Linked DNA regions of Pan troglodytes: regions 1 and 3 are each linked to region 2. Evidence: chromatin contacts called from public Hi-C data. All regions are on one chromosome and are shown on one strand. The core of a region is the stretch at or near the end of the contact, and the rest is flanking DNA. Distances in the headings are between cores, read along the strand shown.

The links. A called contact is a pair of places that touch in the nucleus more often than the background predicts.
Region 1: a Hi-C map of stem cell-derived neural progenitor cells shows a contact between it and region 2, with 4 times the contacts expected there. The contact joins the promoter of VAT1L here to the enhancer-like site in region 2. A contact is called at or near these places in 1 of 7 Hi-C or Micro-C datasets (stem cell-derived neural progenitor cells), 1 of 1 datasets of contacts at active chromatin or transcription factors (stem cell-derived excitatory neurons) and 1 of 1 other capture datasets (stem cell-derived neural stem cells).
Region 3: a Hi-C map of stem cell-derived neural progenitor cells shows a contact between it and region 2, with 2.9 times the contacts expected there. The contact joins the promoter of WWOX here to the enhancer-like site in region 2. A contact is called at or near these places in 1 of 7 Hi-C or Micro-C datasets (stem cell-derived neural progenitor cells) and 1 of 1 datasets of contacts at active chromatin or transcription factors (stem cell-derived excitatory neurons).

Annotation. Positions count from the first base shown.
Region 1 is chr18:75,930,547-75,933,352 of NHGRI_mPanTro3-v2.0_pri, forward strand. VAT1L (vesicle amine transport 1 like) reads left to right here and starts at 1,314. Exons shown (of 9, transcript XM_001139539.8): 1 at 1,314-1,666. The coding sequence starts at 1,434.
Region 2 is chr18:76,109,685-76,112,542 of NHGRI_mPanTro3-v2.0_pri, forward strand. The region is part of intron 7 of VAT1L (vesicle amine transport 1 like); the gene reads left to right. Among named protein-coding and RNA genes, the nearest start is that of CLEC3A, 32 kb to the right of the region's middle. Within about 2 kb of position 1,512, at least 9 of the 24 cell types and tissues checked have an H3K27ac peak or open chromatin away from gene starts, as enhancers often do. A contact at or near this core is called in stem cell-derived neural progenitor cells and stem cell-derived neural stem cells, where this site is marked.
Region 3 is chr18:76,239,323-76,242,353 of NHGRI_mPanTro3-v2.0_pri, forward strand. It overlaps WWOX (WW domain containing oxidoreductase), which reads left to right and starts at 1,416. Exons shown (of 10, transcript XM_009431284.4): 1 at 1,416-2,171. The coding sequence starts at 2,065.

The DNA of each region.
Region 1 (2,806 bases), core at 64-2,563, 180 kb before region 2:
GTTGGAGTGCCTCCCAAAAGGAATGGACCCTTGAGGTGAGAACGAAGTAGGAGTTAACACCAGATAAAGGAGATGGAACACATACCCCAAGCCAAGGGGACAGCAGGTGCAGAACCCTGTGGAAGGAGGGAAAATGGCAATCGTCTTTTTTTTTTTTTTTTAAGGAATAGAAGACCAGGGCATTTAAAGCAGTGAGGCACAGGAAGAATGGGGGGAGAAAAGAGGCAGCACTTATATCATTCATTGTACCACATTTGTTGACCGTGTCCTTCCTGCCTCATGCTCTGAAATTGACCTTTTCCAATATAAGGACCATGTCTCACTGAAATCATATCCACCCCAGCACTTCACACAATACAGAAAAAAAAATCAATGTACCCAATTTATAGATGAGTGTGTTGAGGCTCAGGAAGGTTGAATGAGTTGCCCAAGATCTCAAGGCTGGCAATGGCAATAGCAACTATAATAGAATATAGACCTACTTCCTCAACTGCATCTCTTTCCTTAAACTGCCCCTAGGAAAACCACCTCCTTCCCCATTATTTTATTTCAGAAAATCCAAGTTTTTCTATGAGCTGTTTTCCTCAAAGAGCCTGATAACAAAACAAAACGCCAGTTACTACTCTGTGTATGTGCATGCATGTTGGGGAGCGGGTACACATTGGTCTTCCGGGGATCAGAACATGAACAGGATCCTTTCTGGTACAGGATTCTTGTCTGAAGCCTCTTTAATAGCCCGAAATGGTGTGGGTGGTGAGAATTCGCCGTCGTAAGGAAGCCCCTGGTGATACCCAGCAAAGAGCATCCCGGCTGACCCTGCAGGTCTGGAGTGAAAAGACCCTGCACTGGACTCTTCAGGGCAGTGAGCGGGATCTCTAGTTCCCTGCTTCCCAAACCTCTGCCCTTCCACCCAAAACTGGCTGTTTGAGAAACGACCCAATTTCCCGACTATCCCGCCCAGCCTCGAAGATGGGAGGGAGAGAGGGCAACCTTGTCGCGGGAAGGCATCCTCCAGGCCCAGACATTAGTCTCGGTCCATTTCAAGGCACACGAGCCTGTGCCGTATATAACCAAGTACTGGGCCCACAGGAAGGGGGATGACAAGGTGGTCTCTCTAGGCTCGTTTTAGTCACAGATCTTCGGCAAATTTGGGTTTAGGGCCGCGATCCCGACCCTAATTTGGGACTATTTCAGGAACTGGAGTTGAGGCTTCGTTGGGACAGGAAAGAAGGGTGGGGCGGGGGTGAAACGCTTAGGGCACCGCTCTTGTGAGGATTACGGCGGAGGCTGTGGACCGCGGCGGCGCTAGCAGAGGCTGCAGCCATTGCACAGCCGAGCATCCCACATTCAACAGGAGGAACCCGCGGGAGAGGAGCCCCAGTCCTCCAGCGCCGCAGCCACCGCAGCCCGTGCGCCCCGCGCCCTCGAGCGCCATGGCCAAGGAAGGCGTGGAGAAGGCGGAGGAGACGGAGCAAATGATCGAGAAGGAGGCAGGCAAGGAGCCGGCGGAGGGCGGCGGCGGCGACGGCTCGCACCGCCTCGGGGACGCCCAGGAGATGCGCGCGGTGGTGCTGGCCGGCTTCGGGGGGCTCAACAAGCTGCGGCTCTCCAGGAAGGCCATGCCCGAGCCTCAGGACGGCGAGCTCAAGATCCGCGTCAAAGCCTGGTCCAGTATCCGCGCCTTTCTCGCTTTCTCTCTTTTTGCGCGCTGGGCGCTGGGGAGGGGGTGGGAAAGCTGCGGCTGGGATGCTGCCCGGGTAGAACCGCCGCGCGCACCCCCTCCACGCCCTCGCCCGGGTCTCAGAGCCTCCCCGGGCCAAAGCTGGGGAGGATGCAGAGGGGCGGCCTCCCCAAGCCAGATCTAGGGGTGACGGGAGGAGAATGTGAGCTCCTGGGCGCGGGGAGAATGCTGGCGCCCAGGCACCCCAGGTCTGAAAGATTGCGCTACGGGAGTTCTCCGTCTGAGAGGACAACTCAGCTTTCGCACAGGGGGGGTTGATGCTTAACAGAATTAAAAATATATGTATTAAGAACCGCAAGCCCACTGTGTGCCAGCCGCCGTTGGTAGTTTTACACATGCGATCTTATTTAATACTTCCTGGGACCTAATGAGTCAGGTGCCATCATGATCCGTTTACAGGTAAGAAAGCCGCCGCTCAGAGAGAATGAGTGATTTGCCCAAGATCAGTCAGCTGCCACTAAGTGGCTTGGCCGAGAATTTCATACATGATCTTTTTTCACCTCTATGTTGTTGTCCTGAAGGGCCTGGGACAGGGTGCAGGGCTGGATTCCGCCTCCTGCACACTTTCTTCCCCGTAGCCTGACGGGGAAAGGAATTAGGAAGGAAGAGGGTCGCTACCTTGCACCCAAGCTTGGTGAGGGTGGAGACCAGGGCTGCAGCGCAACCCCCTCCATATCCCTCTCCATCCTCTGTTTCTCCGAGAGGGGAAAAAACCCTGATCAGTCTCCCCGGAATTCCTGCTCCCATCTCAGAAGAAGCTCAGCTCTCTAAGCTGCCCTCTATTCCCCATTCCCCCTGGGGGAACTTCTCCAGGCCCTCACGCTCAGCTGAAATTCCCGGGGAGAGTTTAAGCCTCTCTGTGTGCGGGCACTGTAATTTCCCTGAAGTTCTGGGAAGAGCTTACCCAGCAGAGGCGGACTGGACCCAACACTAGGTTTGCATGTTAAACTTGTAAGGGGAACTTGCTATTAATCACGGTGAGACGAGCCTATTCCTTCCCATCTGTTTTCTAGAGCCCCCCAGTACATACTGCTCTCCAAAGCAGCAGCCAGCTCACGAGCTCCT
Region 2 (2,858 bases), core at 262-2,761:
GCTGGGGTAAGGTTGACATCACTAGCCAACTGAGGTGTGAAGGGGTAAGTGCTTGGGCGAGACTGTGAGGTTGAGGGTGGAGGGCAAATACTTAGAAGAGCTCACATCCAAGTCAACAACAGCAAGACAAAGCCAAGGTAGCTCAGGACCAGGGCACTCCAGGAAGGGACCCAGGACGTACAGAGACACAGTGCAGAGAGCCCAGTGAACTTCAGATACATCGTAAGTGGTGGACATGAGGGTGTGATAAAAGGTGAAGAAAAGCAATAAAGCCAGAAAAGGCAACAGTTACCAGCTCCAGAAACATGCAGTCCAGTGCTGTTCCACAGAATTATGTGAGCCACATGCAAAGTTTTAAATTTTCTAGTTTCTAGCCATATTTTCAAAACTACAAAAAACTAATTTTAATAATTGTTATTTCAACATGTAATAAATGTCAACAACTCTTACTGAAATAGTTTGGATTCTTTTTTATGATGATTAAGTCTGTGAAGTCTGGTGTGAATTTTGCACTGACAGCACGTGGCAATTTTTACTAGCCAAATTTCAAATGCGCACTTGCCACATTGACTAGTGGCTATAGTATCAGGCAATGCAGGTCTACTAGACAGTTCTCTTGAATACAATGGGGAAGGGTTTTAAGCAGAAGAGTACTTAAAAAAAAAAAAAAAAAAAAAAGCACCTCTGGTGGTCCCAACGGAGAAGACAAGTCTCCCACGTGCTACTGAGCTTTCTGGAGCCCATCACCACTATCTTCTGGGCACTGTCACCCCCGCCGGGGTGCTTCCACTTATAAACGGTAATTTGGGAGCAATGTCTCTTTTGTGCAGACTTTGCTTTGCCAAGGTGTTATTTGAGAGCAGTTTGGGGTGTTGACAACAGAGGAAGGGGAAGCTGCCCTCTCAGATCCCCCATGGTTCTCACCACCTTTCATATGGGCACCAGAGGCAAGAACCTTGGATGTTTTATCTGTGAAACTGTGGTGCTTAACTCAGCTAATCATTGTGATGCTTAACTCCGCTTATCATCGGGTTTCTCCTCTGTGAAACTGATGCAGACACTTCTAAGAGGCTTGGTGTGTGTGGATAAAAGGAAGCAACTTATGCAAAGGGCCTCATATGGTGGCCTAACAAAGAATTAATCAAGAAGAGTATCATTTCTTTCCTTCAACATTGCCATGAGAAAGGCTCCAAGAGCAGCCTAACAAGAGGATAGAAATGCACACAGCGTGAATAGGAGGTCAGGCTACTTAAATGGCCTCTTGGAAATACTGCTAATCCTTTATCCATCCTTTCCGTAAGGGACTTGAAGGAGTCAGTTCATTTCAGAAAGAAATATCCAAAAAGCATGCAGATTAGAGGCAGCCCTGCAGGGAGCTTTTTCTCCTAGCATCACAATAAGCTTTAACTGGTGAGAAAACAGCTTTTCAGTTTCTCTGGGCTCTGTCTTACTGGAGAGGCAGCTTAAAAGTTGTTCCTAGTCTCCAAGGAGTTTTCAGATGCTAATAACTTGCCAGGGTGATAAATAACTGAATGCTGGAGAGCCATGACGTGAGACACTGCCTACCTCATTCCTTTGCCTTTGAGAGTCAAACAAAGCAGTACGGACTAGGCAGAACTGGGAAAGAGCTTTGGTTTTGAAGTCTGGCAGCCCTGAGTGCCAACCACAATTGTGTCGCAATTAATTACGTAATCTTTGGGTAAATTGCTTCTATTTTTGAGCATCAGGGTACATTATCTGTAAAATGGGGATATATTTTGCAAGGTAATAATTATGTATGTGAGATAAGAATATATTATCTATTATTGCATTTAACTCCCCCACCCCCAACAAACTTAGAGGCACTTATGATCTCCCAGTTTCTGTGAGTGGGGAATCTGGGCACAGCTTAGTTGGTCCTTTGATTCTCACAAGGCTGCAGTCGGGGTGTTACAGGAAAGGGGTCCTGATCCAGACCCCAAGACAGGGCTCTTGGGTCTCACACAAGAGAGAATTCAGGGCCAGTCCACAGTGCAAAGCAAAAGCAAGTTCAAGAAAGTCAAGTGGTGAAACAATAGCTACGCCAGAGACAGAGTAGTGAGTTCCTGAAAGAGGAGGAACACGTTCACCCTGGGTACAATGCTTGTTTAAATGTAGGATAAAAAAAGAGCATGGGCTGGGCGCGGTGGCTCACGCCTGTAATCCCAGCACTTTGGGAGGCCAAGGCAGGCGGATCACAAAGTCAGGAGATCAAGACCATCCTAGCTAACAAGGTGAAACCCCATCTGTACTAAAAATACAAAAAATTAGCCGGGCGTGGTGGCAGGCGCCTGTAGTCCCAGCTACTCAGGAAGTTGAGGCTGGAGAATGGCGTGAACCTGGGAGGCGGAGCTTGCAGTGAGCCAAGATCACGCCACTGCACTCCAGCGTGGGCAACAGAGACTCCATCTCAAACAAACAAACAAAGAAAAAGAGCATGGGGACAGGCTCTGCTACAAGGGTTTGTGATAAAGGATTAATTTTCTTAATTACTGTATTTTGCAAGAATCAATTCTTTTTTTTTTAAAGACAGTCTCGCTCTGTTGCCCAGGCAACAGTGGTTGTGCACTCTGTTGCACAGTGGTGCGATTTCAGCTCACTGCAACCTCCACCTCCCGGGTTCAAGCAATTCTCCTGCCTCAGCCTCCCAAGCAGCTGGGATTACAGGCACCCACCACCACGCCCAACTAATTTTTGTATTTTTAATAGAGATGGGGTTTCCCCATGTTGGCCAGGCTGGTCTTGAACTCCTAACCTCAAGTGATCTTCCCGCCCTGGCCTCCCAAAGCGCTGGGATTACGATCGTGAGCCACTATGCCTGGCCTGATATTATTATCTTT
Region 3 (3,031 bases), core at 166-2,665, 130 kb after region 2:
GTTTAATATGAGTCAGCAGGGCTGTTGAAACAAAACAGTGCTTTGTTAAGCTTGTTTTTGGTTGGTCAAATATAGAAAGGCAGGTGTCTCCGCTAAAGAGTACGTAGAGCAGGAATCCTAAGCAATCATCCATTTCAGAACATGAAGACAAATAGCAGCTGCCCCTCCCATACACTGCCCATTAAAATATATACTTTTAAAATTCCTTATTTTCAATTTTATTTTTTTGCTCTCTCAGAAGAATCAAATATATGTAATTATTCTGATGGAGGCTTGCATTCTCTGGGACCTAGGCCTGAGAAATCACGGTCAGTAGATTTCCCTATAACATGGGGCTGGGAAGCAAGTGCCAAACAGGGAATGTTCTGGAAAACTCCTTAAGCACAAGCTGAAGATATGTTTGAGGTTTTGGATACAGAACATTTATAGGATATCTTTTGGTGGTCCAAGAGGACTTGAGTGTACCTTGTAAATACAGGATTTTGTTTTTAATTAGATTGATTCACAGAGAACCAAACCTAAGGAATCACACCATTCATTCATTTGTTCATTTAATAAATTTGTAGGTTGAAGCATTTACCAAGTGCTGGCAATAGAAAGAAGTCCCGGGTGTGCTTTGTCAGTTTAGTCGGGACTACACAAATGAGTCAATAACTGTAGTGGAGTGATGCGATCTCAACTGCCAGGAATCCCCCGGCTCTCCTCTCTTCCTGTGCCTCCTCAGGTAGTTAGCTATCCCTTCTTTTATTTTCCTTTCCTTTCCTTTCCTTCCTTCCTTCCTTCCTTCCTTCCTTCCTTCCTTCCTTCCTTCCTTCCTTCCTTCCTTCCTTCTTTCCTTCCTTCCTCCCTCCCTCCCTCCCTCCCTCCCTTTCTTTCCAGATTCTGGACCCATTCCAGACTTACTAAAGGAAATTCTCTAAAGGTGAGGCAGTTTTTTAAAGACAGCAGCTCTCTCTGTCGCCCTGCTGGAGTGCAGTGGCCCGATCATAGCTCACTGCAGCCTCGACTTCTTGGGCTCAAGTGATGCTCCCCCTTCAGCCTCAATGAGTAGCTGGGACTACCGATGTGCACTACCACGCCCGGCAAACTAAAAAAATAATTATTTTTGGTAGAGACAGGGGTCTTGCGATGTTGCCCAGGCTGTTCTCAAACTCCTGGCCTCAAGTGATCCTCTTGCCTCAGCCTCCTAATGTGTTTGGATTACAGGCATGAGCCACTGAGCCCGGCCTAGCTACCCTGTCTGAGTTGTGCCCACTACACAAAGGTGTCAGCTACATGAGATGTCTATGCATTACTGGCCTGGACCCCACATTAAGTGCTCCGTAAACATCAGTCTCTGTTATCAACAGCACTGTGTTTTGGCTGGAAGAAAGTTCTCTAAAACCAGGAAATCAGGAATCAGCAGTTTTAAGTTCTCCAGGTTATATTTTAACATTGTGTTCATATACAAAACAAAGGTTGTGAATCAGCACGAATGCTGGCAAGCCCTGGAAGGTTTGTGATCACGGACTTTCACGAGACCCCAAGGCAAGGAGAGACAGAAGCCCAGGACAACAGCATGGGCGCCGCTTTTCAGTCGGGCGCCGCTTTTCGGTCAGGCGCCGCCTGGACTACATTTCCCATATCCAATTGCCGTGCTCCTGCAGGATTGGCCAGAACAACGCGGAAGTGATTACGGGTCGCCCAGCAACGGGCGGAGTCCTGGCCCGAAACTGGATGCGCACGCCCCTTCCCTGCGGCGGGGAGGCTGACAAGTCTCCGCTCTATCTCTAGCGCCTCGGAGCGCTCTCCGGCTTTGCTGTCTAGCCCGGCGGCAGCGCGATCTCTTAGGCACTATCACCGCCTTCCTCTCCAGGCCCTGCCCCTTTGACGCCGGCAGTCGCGATATTGCGGAGACTGGATTTCAGCTTCGTGGTCGGCGGAGCGGCCCCTGGAGGGCGCAGTGCGCAGGCGTGAGCGGTCGGGCCCCGACGCGCGCGGGTCTCGTTTGGAGCGGGAGTGAGTTCCTGGGCGAGTGGACCCGGCAGCGGGCGATCGGGGGGCCAGGTGCCTCCACAGTCAGCCATGGCAGCGCTGCGCTACGCGGGCCTGGACGACACGGACAGTGAGGACGAGCTGCCTCCGGGCTGGGAGGAGAGAACCACCAAGGACGGCTGGGTTTACTACGCCAAGTAAGGGGGCCGCAGTGGGGCCGCGGACGCACCTGGGACCCTACACTGCCCACGGACGCCACCTGCGCGGGGAGGGCGCGCACTCCGGCGCCGCGAGTGCGGTGCAAAGTGAAAGTAACTGTTAAGGAGCTTCAGGGAAAAGAGTCCAGGGTTCCCAGTAGGGGCCGGCCCCCTTGGTGGGCCCTGGGTCCAGCGGGGGTCACCTGGCGGCTTCCCGGCGCGCCCTCTGCTGTTCAGGATGCAGCACTGCGCGGCGCGGCGCGGCGAGGGCAAAGCGGCCTCATCCCCGCCAAAAAATAAAGATGTTTTAAAAAGCACACATGCTCAGCTCCCTCCTGCAGGCTCTGGGTTGCAGGGATAGGAGTTTAGTTTCGTTTCGTTTTGTTTTGTTTTGTCCAGACCGGTATTGCTCAGTCATCCAGGCTGGAGTGCAGGGGTGCCATCATAGCCCACTGCAGCCTCTACCTACTGGGTTCAGGCAATCCTCTCATCTCAGCCTCCTGAGTGGCTGGGACTACAGGCGTGCACTACTATGCCCGACTAATTTTTTAAGTATTTGTAGAGACTAGGGTCGCACCATGTTGCCCAGGCTGGTCTCGAACTACTGGGCTCAAGCAGGCCACCTGCCTCAGCCTCCAGAATTGAGATTACAGGCGTGAGCCACTGCGCCTAGCCAGGAGTATTTTTTAGCAGCAGTCCTAGATAGCTTCACTATCATTTCCTGGGAAAGTTTTGGAAACCCCAGCAGAGGCTTCATCTTTAACTGTGTGACCTTGGGCCATTGAAATAACGTTTAATCTTAGTTTTCTCACCTGTAAAATGGGTTGATATGAGGGTCAGTTCAGGCACTGTGCGTAAAG